2 separate regions of the Rattus norvegicus genome follow, and region 1 is linked to region 2. Evidence: chromatin contacts called from public Hi-C data. All regions are on one chromosome and are shown on one strand. Each heading gives the region's core, a stretch centred on a gene start, on an enhancer-like site or on the middle of the called end of the contact. The rest is flanking DNA. Distances are from core to core; before and after follow the strand shown. Region 1 holds the start of Lrrc58 (leucine rich repeat containing 58). Region 2 holds the start of Gsk3b (glycogen synthase kinase 3 beta).

The links. A called contact is a pair of places that touch in the nucleus more often than the background predicts.
Region 1: a Hi-C map of mammary epithelial cells shows a contact between it and region 2, with 4 times the contacts expected there. The contact joins the promoter of Lrrc58 here to the promoter of Gsk3b in region 2. A contact is called at or near these places in 2 of 12 Hi-C or Micro-C datasets (frontal cortex and mammary epithelial cells) and 1 of 1 datasets of contacts at active chromatin or transcription factors (oligodendrocytes).

What each region holds. Positions count from the first base shown.
Region 1 is chr11:76,366,971-76,370,429 of GRCr8, reverse strand. Lrrc58 (leucine rich repeat containing 58) reads left to right here and starts at 2,121. Exons shown (of 4, transcript NM_001195558.1): 1 at 2,121-2,659. The coding sequence starts at 2,175. Btnl12 (butyrophilin-like 12) reads right to left here and starts at 985. Exons shown (of 5, transcript XM_063270931.1): 1 at 1-985.
Region 2 is chr11:76,151,690-76,155,105 of GRCr8, reverse strand. It overlaps Gsk3b (glycogen synthase kinase 3 beta), which reads left to right and starts at 1,857. Exons shown (of 11, transcript NM_032080.1): 1 at 1,857-2,083. The coding sequence starts at 1,996.

The DNA.
Region 1 (3,459 bases), core at 872-3,371, 220 kb before region 2:
ACCAGAAATGGGTTGTCAGGAGGGAAGGGTTGCTGGGGGGGGCAAGGGAGAGTGAGGGTGGATTGAAGGGGCAAAGGTACAATGGGGAGCATTATCAACAGTGAATGGCAGGGAATTCAATATAGGAGTTGTGCGCCCTATAATGAAAATAGAGTCCTTTTCTTTCCACAGAGGCCGATTCTGATTGAGGAGATACACTGTTTACATTGATATTGATAGCTTGTTATAGCTTCAAAAAACAACGCCATGTTCAACTTTTAGAAGACAGTTTCTGTTCCGTGATCTGTTCACATCTATCCCAAATTCAACAGTTATTGATAATTCAAATTCTTACTAAAGTAGGCCATCCTTCAACTCTTCAAGCAGTATACTTAAAATTTATCAGTTTGCGTCTCTTTGCTACAGCTCCATTTTCTACCCTCTTTCCTTCACTGTTTATTAAAAAGGGAGTTTCTGTCCTATTCAGGACTTTCTGCTTAGCTTCAATGTCTATTATTGAGATCATCTTTTCCCTATTGCCTGATGTGTAATTTTAGCTTTTTCTGATGCCCTTTTCCTCATTTTACATTGTTACTGTTTAATTGTTGTTTTTATCGAGGGTACACATTTTTAAGGCATTAAGTATTCTTGATCACAGTAGGGTTCCTTCTAGAATATTATTTTGATCAGATATCTTCAAGACACTTGCAGATTTATTTATTTTTAGACACGGTCTCTCTCTCTCTCTCTCTCTCTCTCTCTCTCTCTCTCTCTCTCCTAAAACTGTAGAGCAGGCTGACCCTCAGAGATAGTCCTACCGTTGCCTCCTGAGAGTTGAGATTAAAAGCAGGTACCACTGTGCCTGGCACACATTTTTTAATTCCACCCATGGGTTGTTAAACTAACAAACTATATCCTTCCAAGTCAACTCAACCATAAAGCTTAGCTGTGAAGAAACATGAAGTCTCTCATCTACAAAACCGAGGACATGAGATTATGTTCTTTAGGGAAAAAAGCAATTTAATCCCACTGGTTACCACATAACCTTGTGACTTTCTTGTACTTAAGCTCAGTAAGAAACGCTAAGTAGTTCTCTCATTTCCATTAATGACTTTAAAATTACAAAATGTAATCTCAGAAAAGGTTGAAATTGAAATGGGATCAGGATGAAAATACATCTACTGGAATTAGTGAATTAGGGCCAGAGTCAAGAATTTCCCAGTTAAATTCTATCTAGGACTCTCTGAATGCTTTCTCCATCTGAGCTCAGTGTAAACTAGCTCAAATCAAGGGACCTCCTCTATCTGCTCCCACGAGAGACCAAAGCCCACAGGAGTGATTCTGTAATGGATGTGAGCAAAGTTCTTATTCGACACACATTGCTTTTGTTATTTTGGTTTTTTGAGACAAGTTTCTCTGCATAGCTGTGGCTATCCTGGAACTTGCTCTGTAGACAGTGCTACTACTTTAAAAGACAAAGGGCAAGTAAGGAAGGGAAGGAAAACTTTAAGCAAGTTTTCCAGATGGGGCGACTGCAATCTCTCTGCCTTTGGCTTTAGCTTCGAAGAGGCCTTTGTTCTTTCCCTTGTAGCCCTGGTTAGCCTGGTACTCGCTATATAGGTCAGGCTGGCCTCAAACTCAGTACACTTCAACATTTCGGAGTGGGGACTAGGGGCGTGGGTCACCAGTCCGCTCTCCTGCAGACTTAAATTCTCGGGCTACGTTCCAGTCATGGCTGCTCTCTCTGGATCCGGCAGAAATGGGGGCCCTGTCTCAAGTGAGAACAAAGGAGGCGGCGCCCCGTGACGCGTCGGCCTTCGGGCCGGATCATCAGCCCCGGAGCTGTTTACTCTGGCGGCCAAGGCCATGGGGCACCCGAATATAAAAAGCGAGCGGCCCGCTCTGGGGAGCCTCAGGCTTCCGGCTCGCTACGTGAGGTCCGCGACGCCCGGGCGAGCCTAGCTCCCTCAGACTATCCAGTGAGCACCAGGCCTCCGCTGCGCAGGCCGCGCCGCGCGCCACGTGAGGAGGAGCCTGCCCCCGAGCGGCGCGCGCACCCCGCGCTGGACATCGCGTGACTCGGCCACCCCGCGGGGTGAGCGCCCGGGCCGGGCCGCCCCGCGCCACTTCCGACGCGGCGCTCGCTTCAGGTTCCGGGGCGCGCCGCCTCGGCTAGCGGCCTGGGGTCCGGCGGGATGGAGGAGGCCGCGCTCGGGGAGGCCGAACTCAACTGGTCCCGCCTCAGCGTGTCGGCCGAGGCGCTGGAGTCGGAGCTGGAGGCGCGCGCGGAGGAGCGGCGCGGCTCACGGGAGGCGCTGCTGCGGCTGCTGCTGCCGTATAACCGTCTGACGTCGCTGCCACGGGCGCTGGGCAGCGGCTTCCCACACCTCCAGCTCCTGGACGTGAGCGGCAACGCGCTCACGGCGCTGGGACCCGAGCTGCTGACGCTGAGCGGCCTGCGCACGCTGCTGGCCAGGAACAACCGGCTCGGCGGCCCGGGCTCGCTGCCCAAGGGCCTGGGCCAGTCGCCGCTCTGCCGCAGCCTCCAGGTACTCAACCTCAGCGGCAACTGCTTCCAGGAGCTGCCGGCCTCGCTGCTGGAGCTGCGCGCGCTTCAGACCCTCAGCCTGGGAGGCAACCAGCTGCAGAGCATCCCCGCCGAGATCGAGAACTTGCAGAGGTGAGTGGCTGCGAGACGGGATTGGGAGGGGGGGTTGGGGAGCCGGGCGGTGGCCCGAGCTCCGTGGCACCGTGTTGAAGGGCGGAGGAGGGGGTGCTACTGGCGAGCCATCGCCGCTTAGCGTCTAAGGTTGAGTGGGTGGTGGCCTTTGGGTTGTGTTTGGCCTATGCAGGTCTTTGAGGCATTTTCGCCGCACCCCTACCTGTACCCCCACCCCCGCCACTCGCCCCCAATGAACTCTGGAACTCATTGTGTAGACCAGGGCCAGGGTAGCCTCGAACCCACAGAGATCCGCCTGCCTCTACCTCCCAAATTCTGCGACTAAAAACATGCGCCACTAAGCCTTATTAAGACTTCGCCTTGGGGTTGGGGATTTGGCTCAGTGGTAGAGTGCTGGCCCTGGGTTCGGTCCCCAGCTCCGAAAAAAAGAATAGGAAAAAAAAAAAAAAGACTTCGCCTTATTTCTTGAGTCTAGTGAGGGAGCCAAGTGGGCGCCCAGTAACAGAGGTGGGCGATTTCTTACTGGGAAGTCTTCCGTGGCTTTGCACGCGTTTGCATCAAAGTGGCATTTAACGTGGCGTAGGAAGTGCTCTGGCCTACTTGGTTTTTATTCTATTTCCAGTTAGCCCCTTTTAGCCGTAGCCAAAGTACCATTTGTGGAGTTAGTGAGCCTTGCACTCCCCCCTTTTATAGAAAGCAGCCCTTGTCCTTGTATTGGGTGGGGTCGGGCAAAACCTCTTCATGCTGCCCTTCCTTTGACCCTGAGGAACTATTCACATTTCAAAATCTTATCTTAGGAG
Region 2 (3,416 bases), core at 608-3,107:
GGGGAGCCTCGGGCGCACTCGGTAAGCTGCGCCCCGCGGAGCTCCCGGGAATGGGGACAACCTCTCGTCCCACTAGAGCGCTCGCGGCTCGGCCCTCCGACCGCCAGCATTTTCAGACCGGCTGCACAGCCAGCACGAGCGTCGGGTCGGAGAGCAGACGCAGGCCGACCACTCAGCCGGTCCGCCCGCTCTAGGGACCACCCGAGGCCAATCCCACTGCAGCTAGGTCTTGCGATTACACAGCAGTGGTCGCCCATTGGCCGCCGCCACGGGCTCCTACACCCTCCTTCTCCCTTTTGCGGCTCCCCTCCCCCGCGCTACAGCTCCGATGCTGCAGACCAATGAGATGGCACTTTATAGATGCACTCCCTCCGCTTTCGTCTTCTCCCCGCCTCAAAGAGGGAGGGGAGGCTCTGACTGGCCAGATGTCCTCGGAAGCCCCCTTCCCTTCACCAATCACTGAGAAAAGAACACGCCCGGTGGAGTTGTCCAGCCAATGAGGAAACGGGCGCGGTGCCCAGCCGAGTAGTTCCTCCCGCGACTCGGGAGTTTCGCTGTCCTTAACTCTTCAGGCTTCCCCCTGCGGGCCTAGAGCTCCGATTGGCCACTGTCGCTATTGTCGAATCTTTTCTCCAGCCAGCCACAGAACAAGGCGAACCCTCTTTCCCTCTTTTCGGCTACCTTCGGCATTCCTCGTTGCCGGGGCGTGGTCTCCCAGCGGCGTCTCCTCATTGGTTATTTAGGCCGCTCGGCTTTTTCCGGCCGGAGCTGCAAGCAAACGACGTCTTTGATTGGTTCCAGCTTAGGTTTCGGCTCCACAGCCGAAGCTGGCGGGCGCGGGCTCGGCGAGCGATTCCCAGACGCCTGTTACGCGGGCGGCGGGGCGCTGGGCGGTGTAAGGCTGGGTGGGGGAGGAAGGAGGCGGAGGACGAGTAGGAAGGGGGAGGGGGGAGTGGGGAAGGGCTAGGCGACTGCGCAGACGGCGCGCCTCGCACAGAGCAGCCCCCGACCCGGCCGAATGCGGGCTTGTGTCGCCGCCGTCGCCGCCGCCTGGGCCGAGTGACAAAGGAAGGAAGGCAGCGAGGAGGAGCCGTCCCTGCAGCCGCTGACAGGGCTTCGGGCTCGGGGCACAGCGCGGACACTTCCCGAGCAGCCGCTCAGCAGAGGCGAGGGGCGGAGGCCGGCCGTGCCGGGGCCGCGGACGGGGGAGGGGACCCCGAGGGACGGAAGCGGTTGCCTGGTTCCCATGTCCCCGGCGTATGGGGAGCAGTCAGGGAGCCGCTGCCTGGGGTCTGAAGGGAGCTGCCTCCGCCGCCGCTGCCGCCATGGCCGCTGGATCCAGCCACCGCCTGCAGCTGCTCCTGGCGCAATGAGGAGAGGAGCCGCCGCCGCCACCGCCCGCCACTGACTCGCGACTGCGCTGCCCTCCGATTCACCCGGCCGCCGCCGCCGTCAGACCGCCGGATCCCTCTGCTGCCGGAGCCGCAGCGTTTGCCGTCGCATCTCCGAGCCATCTCCTCCCTCCTTCCCATCCCCCTTCTCTTCAAGCGTGAGGCTCGTGATCCTTCCGCCGCTTCCCTTCTTCATTGACTCGGAAAAAAATCCCCGAGGAAAATATAATACTCAGAGTACTTATTTTCAATCAAGTATTTGCCCTCGTTCACGTGATATATATATATTTTTTAAGGATTCCACTCCACCCTTTTTCTCCTCTCCCAGGAAAGGGAGGTGAAAGAATTATATTTTCCCCCCAGCTCTAAATCATCTATGTGTTAAATATCCGTACCGATCTGTCTTGAAGAAATACATAGCTCCTTTTTTTTTTCTTCTTAAATAGCTATACAAAAGGAGTGAAAGGCCAAGAGAACGAAGTCTTTTTTTTTTTTTTCTTGCGGGAGAACTTAATGCTGCATTTATTATTAACCTAGTACCCTAACATAAAACAAAAGGAAGAAAAGGATTAAGGAAGGAAAAGGTGAATCGAGAAGAGCCATCATGTCGGGGCGACCGAGAACCACCTCCTTTGCGGAGAGCTGCAAGCCAGTGCAGCAGCCTTCAGCTTTTGGTAGCATGAAAGTTAGCAGTGAGTATCGATTTTATTTTACACCCTTTCTCCACCTCACCATTAAGATAAGAAACCTCGAAATACCAGGATCTAAACTAACAGACCTGATAGAACAGTCAGTCAGCCAGTGGTAGTGGAAAAGGGCAAAACCTGTCTTGACTCAAGATGAGGCAGCTCCTTTTTCTCCTCCCATACCCATACCCCCCTCCCCCAGCCTCATTAACCTTGAATTGAGAGAATATTAGTTTTATTTGGCTGATTGGATTCGAAACTTATTTTCTTACGTTCTCCGTGCTGTTGGTAGTCAGTCTTTTCAAGTGCCCCAGTGCCTCCGGGTTAAGCGGTGGAAGCTTTCGCTTGCCCATCCCTTTGAATAAAGAGGACAACGCTTGATTAATAAACCATGATGTACATTTGCCGAGTCCGTGTCTTCTGGAATGAGGGGGTTTATTTTAGTTAGCTCAGGTTATCACGGGTCTGCATTCTAAATAGAGATACTAAATGCCCCAGCCTCCTAATATTTCCTTTTTGCCTGTGTGACTACACAAAGTATTTTTGAATCTGGGGAGGAACTTGCTTGGTAACCCACATTCCCGTTGGAGGCGAGCTAGTATCCATCCCTCACTCTTCTCCGGGCTGGTGGGAGCTGAGAAATATCCCGCAGCAGATGCATCTCTGAGTGCATTGTTTTTAATTTTTAAGTGGTTTAATGTGTTATCTCTTAACCTTCCTGTTTTGACATTACCAATCTGCCACCATATAATTTGTGTAATCAAAAGGTAACTTGGAGATTCAACTTTTGATTGAGGTTGTATTGCCATATTGCCAAATACTAAGTTAAGTGTTGTCACTGACTGTCATTTAAGTTTAATTTTGAAGTGGTGTTGCATTTATTACTTGTTAATTTTTTTTTTAAAGAGTACAAGTGGATACCTTTTTAGGCTGATTTAAAATGTATCTATGAGTATCTGTCAGTCTTTTGCTGGGGAATCTGTGCTGAAAAAAAAAAAAAGTCTGTGTTCTTGAAGTGTTTGGTATACCGAGTATCCAGTGTTCAAATGTATCTATTTGTGGAGATGTTTATGTGGTATTTCATGACAGCTTATTAGAACATAGTTGCAGATTCTGGCCAAAATATCTATGGTATTTTCCTTATTCCTTGAGAAAGAAGAGGGAGGAGATAGATAAAACTGTTTTGTGGCTGAGAGGAGCTGCTGTAACTGAAGAACTAAGATTTTTAAAAAGTTAAAATGCATGTGCTGTTATGTGCAATTGATTAAGCAACTGGGAGTGAGGAATCCTCCAGTTGCACGCAGGATTGTTATGTGCAATTGATTAAGCAACTGGGAGT